Regions from separate parts of the Mus musculus genome. Here all the other regions are linked to region 3. The links are chromatin contacts, called in public promoter capture Hi-C maps. All regions are on one chromosome and are shown on one strand. The core of a region is the stretch at or near the end of the contact, and the rest is flanking DNA. Distances in the headings are between cores, read along the strand shown. Region 1 overlaps Ptprd (protein tyrosine phosphatase, receptor type, D). Region 2 overlaps Ptprd (protein tyrosine phosphatase, receptor type, D). Region 3 holds the start of Dmac1 (distal membrane arm assembly complex 1).

Region 1 (3,067 bases), core at 542-3,041, 1.7 Mb before region 3:
CAAGTTCAACTTTCCATATGAGCTTTGTGTTTTAATAGAAACATCATGGCAAACATCAAAAAACTTGCATAATTGAGCACCCCTACTCATAGCCCTGTTTAGTTTATTGTAGTTTGATCTCAGTTCTGGTTCTATAAGGTGACTGTAAGAAGTCCTCATTGATTGAGAGTGATCTACTTCCCAAAAGATGATCACCTCTGCTTCAGAGTATAGGCTCACCATTATGGATAATTGTTCTTCTTAGAATTCAGAGCAACTAAATTTTCAAGAAACAATAGCAGCAGCAGCAACAACAACTGGAGGCTTTTATGTGCCTTTTGGCTGATCTGGAAGGTCACTATTAAAAAAGGTAACACTAAGATGCCTCCATTACTATTATCTTTGCACTTCTGATTTTGAAGGGAAATAAAATAAGTTAATTATAGTCAGTTTCTAAGCAAATACTCCTTTATAGTCAACATGCCTTCATGAAAATGAAAAGCAGTGCGAAGGGGAAACATGCAAAGTACACTCAGAGATGCAAGGTTCAGTCTGATTTCAGTTGCTCTGTAAATCCAGGAGGACCAAGCGGCTTCTTAGCAAAGGAACTTGCTAAGGTAGATTAGGAGGAGTCAGAAAACACTGTCACTGTACACAAAGAGCTTCCAGAGTGTAGCTTCAATCAGCGTTCTTCAATTCAGGATTCAATTACATTGACTTGTTGTACTTTCATCTAAATTTTCACTTTAATAAATTGTTTTGCTGTCATGAAAATAGTGACCTTGTGTAAGGAAGTTATTATATATTCCAGAGGCACCACTGAGATGACTCTTGAATATGTTCTATTTGAGAGTTTGTATTTACTGACCCATGCAATGTTCATATGAGGGTGGTTCTACAATTGTCTGCTTCATTGAAGAGTGTGAAGCTGAACACTAACAATACCTAATGATATTACACAGAGGTATTGCCTGAGGTTTTATATAGATGGCATACCTCAAAAGCATACAGTGTTCTGTCTTGAGGGTGAATCTAACAATTAAAACTCTCATAATTAATCTCTATCTCCCAGGGAAGCAACCTTAAAATAAAGTATTGCAAAGATTAAAAAAAAAAGAGTCTGTGAGTGAATGACCTTTAAATCAAAATAAGCAGCCAAGGCCCAGGCCTGATGTGTGCCTCCACCTGGATGTGAGCCTTTGCTGCCATGCTTCACAGCCCGCGCCTATTTTAATCAGCTTAATTCAGATCCATTGCAGCAAACTCTGACCTGTGCAGAGGACAGAGTAAATGCATTACATAACAATTTTAAACCAAAATTACTAAACTAAATACTGGAAATTTTAATAAAGGGTGTATCTCTACATGCAAGCTATTATTAACAAGAAAATATGTTTCTGTTAGATTTGTGGACATGGCACTTTGACCTCCAGTTATTACGAAGTCCTGCTATATGATGCAAAATGTGCTGAAATAGCTTACTCATTAACCACTTTTCTGTCTGGAAAATCAATAGCTGCTTGTAGTTCTTAGTTGGCTTTGGCTGAAAGCTGGGACAGCATCTCCTTTCATGAGCTTTGTACATCCTACTTCTCGAGTCGTCTTATAAGTCACAACTTGTTTGGTGATGATAGTTTTGGCCTTTTGCATAGTTGAACTATTTCTTGTGAAGCTATTTCTCATGAAAAGAAATGAACAAACAAAGCAAAACCGCAGCAGCAGCAACAGCAGCAACAGCACCACCACCACCACCACCAACAACAACCAGATCAAAGTCAGGCTGTACTCAAACACAAATAAGCAGAGTCTAAACTGGTATGAGGCATCATTTCATAGAACAGAAGACATGCACCATTCTCAACTGGGTGCTGTGTATGAGTGTATGCCTACAGGTAAGGAACTGGGTACCTAGGATTTCTAGTGAAAATTCATTCATATCAAGCAGCAACTGAACTGAGATTTCCTGGCATTGGTTTTTATGGGAAGTAGCCCTTGTCTCAGGCCAGCTAAGGCCATAGGCAGAGGTTAAATGAATCACATCAAGGGACTAATTATGCCTGGTAGAGAGACAAAAGCCCTATTTATATTTATTCTCATAGGGTTAAGAATTTTTTTCTGTTTGAAAAAATTGGCAAAGCATGTTTAATATTTCTTTTAAAGTCTTTTATTATCCATTAAGAAAAGCCTGCACATGTCATCTGAGTTTGTCTTGTATAGAATGCAGCTTGTGGCCTCTACACTGCTAGAAGGTAATAATTATTTAGTCTCAAACACTGTTTCTAATATCACCATTTTTTTAATTAGTGATTTGCTCTCATGATTAGGAAGATTTTTTTTAATGCACTGTATTTCTTATCTAGCCACCTACAAGCTTAAAATAATCATTTATTCATTAGTAAATTTAACATTTATTCTAACTACATTTTTTTGCTACTTTGAGTTTCTAAAAGAGATTGTGTTTGTTCTGTGTGATTAATTCCTATTAGTAAAGAACCAAAATGATTTCCCCTGATATCTCATAGCTTTCCTGCTGAACCCAATTCTATTTAATTCATAACTTTTTAGTCCTAACAGATATTTGGTACTGTCCCATGTGTTCCCTCTTCATGAGATTGCACATCCACTGTCCTGTATTGTTTTGTTTTGTTTTGCTTTGTTCTATTTTGTTGTTTTTGACACAAACTAAGAGTTGACTATGAAGAGAAACCTCAGTGAAGGAACAACAACAAAATGCCTGCATCAGATTGCTCCCTGCCATGTCTATGGGGCATGATTATTCTGTCATTGATTATTGATGTGGGAGGGCCCAGCTCAGTCATGGTGTAGATACCCCTGGGCAAGTTGCCTAAATTGAAAAAAAAAAATGGTAGACTGAGCAAGCCATGAGGAGTAAGACAGTAAACAGTATTCCTCCATGGCTTGGGCTGTAACTTTTAGTTTCTACCTCTAGGTTGCTTCCTCTGTTCCTTCTCTAATGCCCATTCACAGTGGAATATAAACTGTAAGCTCAAAGAGAGCCTTTCCTCTACAATTGCTTTTGATCATGGTATTTATTACAATAAGAGACCCACTAAGACTCCTGTACTTC
Region 2 (3,228 bases), core at 458-2,957, 1.2 Mb before region 3:
GCTGCATGACATTGGCAGGTGAGCCCTGTTGTAAGAGAACAGTTGTGTTCTCCTTTGTATTGTACAACACTCTCTGAAGGGGTACTCTGCACACACATTCCTATGAGTAAATGCAAAAATGAAGGTATGGTGAGCAAACAAGTGAATGAAAGCACTTAGAGCAAAGCTGATAGATGTGCAAGTAGTGTGTTCACTAATTACAACTGACACCAGAGTAACTGCAGACCTAGGAGAACTTTAAAGGGGATTCCATAACAGGCCAACACTCATATCACTGAGAACAGATGCAATTTACCAGACCTCATAATGGGTTGGTAAAAGGATAACTTTGAATCAATCTAACCGACTCCTGTTTTCCATCCATGCCCAGGATAAAACAAATGTTCTATATCACCAACCCTAAGAACCCAGTGAACAAAGACAGAAGCACCAGTCACCTCGAGGAAGTGTAGGACTCCAATTAACTAGAGCCACCAACATCACTGCGAATACTAAAGGGGGCTTTAAGCTGTGGGGAATGGAATTAGCTGAGTCCTTTTCTTTTCCTCTGAAGCAGATATATCTATTTCTTCTTTACTTTCCTTTTGCCATCATTGCTGTCTCTCATCCCTGACTCTGGTCCTAAACACCTGCACCACGTGTTTGGGCTTGTTTGGATGGCTCAAGAAGCAGCTGATAGTATATGAGGTACAATTGTCAGCTTATGTCCCTCCCAGTATTTTCTGTTTGGGAACCAAGAATTGCACAGAGGACATGACACAGATTCCACGTACTGTTTTCCAGTATCCACAAATGAACCAGCCACTGGGAATTCTAAGATACAGTGTTTCCTTTACTTTCTCCTGTAAGTTCTGGAGAAATGTGATCTGGCAATGCAAGCCAACTATGATCTTCCCGTGCAATGTGTAGCTTCTCTACTGGCTCTAAAGTGTTTCATCGTCAGTGCAGTGCATATGATTCTGAGTGTGACAACTTACCTTAGGAATGTTAATAGCTGCGGTGGACCTGGACCCTTCTTGCCATTTCAGGTGGATCTAAACTACTCCTAGACAGAGTTCCCTTCATAAACACCCTTGCTATACATAGTTATTTCATCCAGCACCCTGCATAGCTTCCTGTTTAAGAACCTGAGAATTGACTTATGTGGGAAGACTTGGAGACACTAGTTTGTAGTGTTGACATGGGAAGGCAAAAAGGAAATAATGAAACCCAGAGGCTTTGTTTATTGGCCTGTTTCGTCTGTCTAAGTAAAATGGCAATGAGAGTTATAACTTTTATAAAATATTAAAATATAGATCAGGTTCAATGGAGATCTGAGCATTCTTTTGCATTTTTCTGTAAAGATTCTTTCTGTTAATGTGAAAAATATTAATTTTTATTATTAAATCTTTGTCTCAAGAAAAGGAACATTCAAAGACCAGAAAAACAAAAGGCAGTATTCTCTTTATTTTATAATTGTTTTTTTTTTTTAATCTGGAATCCTTTACAGTAGCAGAGATAAACTACTACCACTATAAAAGCCTCTTGAGTGTCAATGTCTCATAAAATGCTACAAACGGCTAAAAAATAAGATGTTTACCTGTTCAGGTAAATTCAGTGGTACTTAATGAATCATTAATTTGTTGCAAAGGTTACTCTGGGCTATTTCTACTTGACTTCTTGGAACAAGGCCCAGCTTATGTTTCTTTTTCTAATTTGGCTAATACAAATATTTTAAACGTGAAACAACATGGTAAGTAGTAGCAAGGGAAAAGAGATACACCTTTGAAAGGCACCATTATGCCAGGCATAATCCCAGTATTGAAAAACAGAAAGGAGTATAAAAAGATAAAGGTCTGTCTAGGGTATGTAGGGACACTAGAGTCATTAAAAAACAAAAGGGGGAAAATAAGGAAACATTTAAAACAAAAGTTACTTTGTCTACATGCCAAGCTATGATGACCCTGAACTTTGTAACTTTTGAAGATGTTTGCAAAGAAGCTTGCATTTTACTTTGAAACAGTGAAAACTAGTTCTTGCTTGCCAAGAGGACAAGGTCAGGGAGTGTAGATTTATGCAGCCCTAACCATGATCAAATGTGCTGAGTTACTGTTGAATGCAAAGTCCCTAAGCTTTAAAGGTCAGAGACTCCCTCAGATTATAAACAAATGAGTTCTTGGTGAAGAGCGTTTTTGCCAGAATCCATTCACCCTGGAAAGGATGGACACCACACTCTTCTGAGGATGCTGTAGAATGAGGAACGTGTAATGTCCTGCATAAAGCTGAGAGGCACAAGCATTTCTCTGAAGTCTCATAGCCTGTTTTGCTCATGAGTACTGGGTCTGTCCCAATTTTCCAGGTGAAAGTAGTTTGTAGTTTTTAGGGTTCCAGTTGCTCTCCAGTGACACGCAAGGTGAAGGCTAATAGAACCAGTCCGAGTTGAGTTTCTTCAATTCTGTCTTTTTTTGCTTTCATTTGTAGCCTAGATTAAACTTCAATTCCTAATGTAGCCCAGGCTGTACTCAAATTCTTAATCCTATTGCTTCAACCTCTTGAGTACTGATATTATAAAGATGCATACTTCAGTCCTTCTTAGAAGGGGAAACAAAATACTCATGGGAGCAAATAACAGAGAAAAAGAGTGGAACAGAGACTAGAGGAAAGTCCATCTAGAGACTGCCCCATCTGGGGATCCATCCCATATACAGTCACCAAACATAGACACGATTGTGGATGCCAAGAAGTGTATGTTGACAGGAGCCTGATATCTCTGTCTACTGAGAGGCTCTGCCAGAACCTCACAAATACAGAGGCACATGCTCAAAGCCAACCATCGGACTGAGCATGGGGTCTTCAATGGAGGAGTTAGAGAAAGTTAGGACTGAAGGAGCTAAAGGCATTTGCAACCGATAAGAAGAACAACAGTATCAATCAACCAGAACCCCCAGAATTCCCTGGGACTAAATCACCAACCAAGGAGTACACATGGAAGGACCCATGACTCTAGCCCCATATGTAGCAGAGGTGTTGTAGGGCATCAATGGGAGAAGAGGGCCTTGGTCTTGGGAAGGCTTGATGACTCAATGTAGGGGAATGCAAGGGCAGGGAGGTGTGAGTGTGTGGGTGGATGGGTGGGGAACACTCTCATAGAAGCAGGGGAAGGGTGATGGGATAGGGGGCTTCAGGGCAGGAAATTGGGAAAGGGGATAACCTTTGAAATGTAAATTACGAAAATAAAAAACATAAAAA
Region 3 (3,163 bases), core at 144-2,643:
GGGTGACTATTTTGCTGAAAGGCTGACCCAGTATGGGGGTTACTCATGAAAGCTGAATCTCTGGGGCACTTTGCTCAATTTGGATGCCAACTCTGTAGGTCACAGTCCCCTCTGCCCAAGTTTTATTGTGTATATAACCTTAGGGTTGAATATTGTTTTTAGGAAATGATGAATTTGTTTTTTGAACCTTCTATGTTTCCTTTCATTCCTGGGTCTTTAGGAGCCTCCCTTCAGGTTAGAAGGTGTCAGTTTAGAGGAAACTGCTACATAAGAATTTAGTTTTTACCAATATCCTCCTGAGAACAGCAAGCACAAGAAATAGATAGCCAACTGTAAGCAGAGAGAATGAAAAGCGAGCTGAGACTGGAGTTGGTGACACCTGTTGTTTTGCAAAGACACAGTCAGAAAGATGCAGTCTTTTGTTTTCCATGTGTGTGTTGTGCATGTATATGTGTTTGCATGTGTGGGTACAGATGTGTGTATGGTCCCAGTTGCCTCTGGATACCAGGGATTACTGTCTAGAGTCTCTCTTGAATGCTTCTCACGTTATATGTTAAGGCAAGCACTCCACCTGAATCCAGAACTCAGATCGTGGCTAATGTAGCTAAACTGTTTCTCTTGTAGTTCATCTCCTTGTTCTGACTGAGAATTATAGATGCCCTGCCATACCCACTCAACATTCTGTGGGTTCTGAGCATCTGAACTTATCTTACATTTCCTGCCCGCAGAGCAAGCACTTTAACCACAGAACCATCTCCTCGGCCCTTTAAAGCTCATCTGACAGGATAAAAATGCAAAAGTGTAAAAAAAAGTCATTAACCTGAGTTTGCACCTAATTTTTTTTATGAGAATTAAAATCATAAATATGACACAATTGAGAGCACAACCTTAATAAACAAAGAGAGTATCCAGGTAATTCAAACACATTTTTAATATCTTGATTATATCTGTATATTTCTTTCAAAGTAAGTACAATGTGAAAACTTTGAGCCTTTACTGGTCTATCTTGTACTAGGAAACGAGTATGTTGAGAAACGGCAGAATACACAGAATTGCAATAGGTAAGCACTTGGGTAAGAACATACAATTACTTAGAATATAATCTCTGTTGATTAGACTTCATGCCAGGACCTTAGTTTGTGTTAGTCGGGAAGCTTAGAGATCCACAGTTTTTCTTTAAGAAGACTGAAATCTATACTTTCATAAAGTAGTATAAAACAGTTTCTAACACACCGGGATGAGGCAGCCTTGACTTTTGAACTTCTGGATTACACAAGCCTCTGAGGCGGCTGCAGCTCCGCCCTGTTCCGCCCGGCTCCTGCTGCAACTACATTTCCCAGAAGCGCGGCGGCTTTTACGTCAGCGTGCTGCTTTCCGGCAGCATTTTACAGCATTTCAAAGTGAAGGCTCGGCTCGCTGTGCACTCTTCTGACATGGGGTCCTCTTTTTCGGGGAGTACCGAGTTTTCCGCTCCTGCCCCCCCAACTGTTTCCACAGCGGTTCCCGCGAACCCACCCGCGAAATCCGCCGTGCCGGCCTCCCCCGCCCGGGACCCTGAGTTAAAAACCTGCTGGAGTTGTCGCGTGCTGTCGGGCTCTACACTCTTCGGGGCGGGCACCTACGTCTATTTGGTGGCCAGGCGGCCCCTGAAGCAAGGAATCCCACCTGGCCCAGGCACCGTTCTGCAGATGGTCATCGGCATCAGTGAGCAGGAGCGGGGACAGCGTGAGGGGTGGGGTGGGGTGGGTGATTACTGGGACGCCTTTCCCCTCACGGCCCTGTAAGAAAGATTACCGAATGATCGACCTTTCTTCTTCAACCATGAGAGGGTTAAATAAAATGCTTTATGCAGAGCACTGGGTAAACTAAAATGTAATATACAAAAGGCACTTTTTTTTCTTGTTCTTTTTTTCAGGTATTGCCTGTTGGGGTGTAGTTGTTCTGGTAGACCCCAAAGGGAAGAGCCACCCAGTTATTTGAAAATACCAGCAGTTCATTGTTGTCTATCATCACTGGCTTCTGGGCAGACAGAACAAGCGTTGGGTTGGTGGATATTCGTTGCACACACGGCCAAGGATGTACTTAACTGTAAGGACATACCGAGAAGATTGTGAAGATATGAGCTGTCATTCTTTGGCCATGGATGCTTACGGTTTACCCCCTCTCAGATTATAAAGAGACAAATAAACCCCTTGGAAGCAAACATGGTTCTCTGTCTTGTCCAGGGAGGTTATGTGCTGTTCAGTTTATACTGAAAGATAACGTTTTTGAGAACATATTAAAATGGGATAAATGATAAACCAACAGCAAAATAAACTATTTTTTAAATAATAAGTAGTTCTTTTAATTTTTCTAAACATATCAACAGTTATTGGCAACCTAACCCTAAATAGGTACATGAGAGTTTTTCAAACTTTCCAAATTATCTTCAAGTCCACCCCTGATTATATTATTGCATCTGAAAGCCTTGGACCTAGCCATTGGGTGTCCTTTAGTGGCTCATCCGTTCAGTGATGGAGCAAATTTTTCTTCCTAGTTCTGTCTTTCACAGCTGACTTAGTTTCAGAGAGCCAGGAGTTCCTTTATACATTAAATGTCAGTATGTAATAAAAGATGTAAATGAAAATATTTGAGAAAAATTCCAAAAGAAAAATCTGCTGATGGCTTTTTCCGTAGATATTTAGGATGAGTTTATAAGGGCTTTAAAAAGTTATAAAAGTAATGTATGCTTACTGTCAACTAATACTGAGGCTTCTCTGCAAGCATGTTTATTTAGGTGGTTCTTCAAAGCAGAAAAGGACTATGAAGTTCAGTACCAGTTTACAAGTTTTGACTACTATTTTGAGCAGATAATATTGTTCAGCTGGAACCTCTATACAAGCTGGGAAACCCCATCTACCTCCTTCTACCAACCCTGCATGCACTGGGAAAACTCACAAAGAATAGCACCCAAAACCCAGTTCTACATATCTGGGAGCCGATGCAGCCTGCCTTTCTGACATGGCCAGCCCACTCAAGTGCCCGCCAGTATATCCAGCTTTTGACCCTCCATACATGGACACAGCCCCAGCTCCTGGCCAACACACCATCTCCTGAGGTCTATAAAACCCTCGTGTCTTAGCCCTGACTGTAATATCCTCAGCCCTGGTCTTGGAGACTAAAG

The links. Promoter capture Hi-C pulls out the DNA fragments that hold promoters and counts their contacts.
Region 1: a contact with region 3 is called in a promoter capture Hi-C map of liver, with 8 times the contacts expected there. The contact joins the enhancer-like site here to the promoter of Dmac1 in region 3. A contact is called at or near these places in 7 of 39 promoter capture datasets (the 3T3-L1 cell line, cranial neural crest, frontonasal cranial neural crest and 3 more) and 1 of 115 datasets of contacts at active chromatin or transcription factors (astrocytes).
Region 2: a promoter capture Hi-C map of liver shows a contact between it and region 3, with 4 times the contacts expected there. The contact joins the enhancer-like site here to the promoter of Dmac1 in region 3. A contact is called at or near these places in 7 of 39 promoter capture datasets (the SN4741 cell line, cranial neural crest, liver and 3 more) and 3 of 484 Hi-C or Micro-C datasets (cerebellum, granulosa cells and nephron progenitors).

The regions. Positions count from the first base shown.
Region 1 is chr4:76,940,290-76,943,356 of GRCm38.p6, reverse strand. All of the region lies in intron 8 of Ptprd (protein tyrosine phosphatase, receptor type, D), which reads left to right. Among named protein-coding and RNA genes, the nearest start is that of Gm42302, 150 kb to the right of the region's middle. Within about 2 kb of position 1,791, at least 4 of the 459 cell types and tissues checked have an H3K27ac peak or open chromatin away from gene starts, as enhancers often do. A contact at or near this core is called in liver, where this site is marked.
Region 2 is chr4:76,467,355-76,470,582 of GRCm38.p6, reverse strand. The region is part of intron 10 of Ptprd (protein tyrosine phosphatase, receptor type, D); the gene reads left to right. The region is part of intron 1 of Gm42303 (predicted gene, 42303); the gene reads right to left. Among named protein-coding and RNA genes, the nearest start is that of Gm42303, 18 kb to the right of the region's middle. Within about 2 kb of position 1,707, at least 7 of the 459 cell types and tissues checked have an H3K27ac peak or open chromatin away from gene starts, as enhancers often do. A contact at or near this core is called in liver, where this site is marked.
Region 3 is chr4:75,276,522-75,279,684 of GRCm38.p6, reverse strand. It overlaps Dmac1 (distal membrane arm assembly complex 1), which reads left to right and starts at 1,393. Exons shown (of 2, transcript NM_025849.4): 1 at 1,393-1,704; 2 at 1,916-2,334. The coding sequence starts at 1,434. The coding sequence ends at 1,980.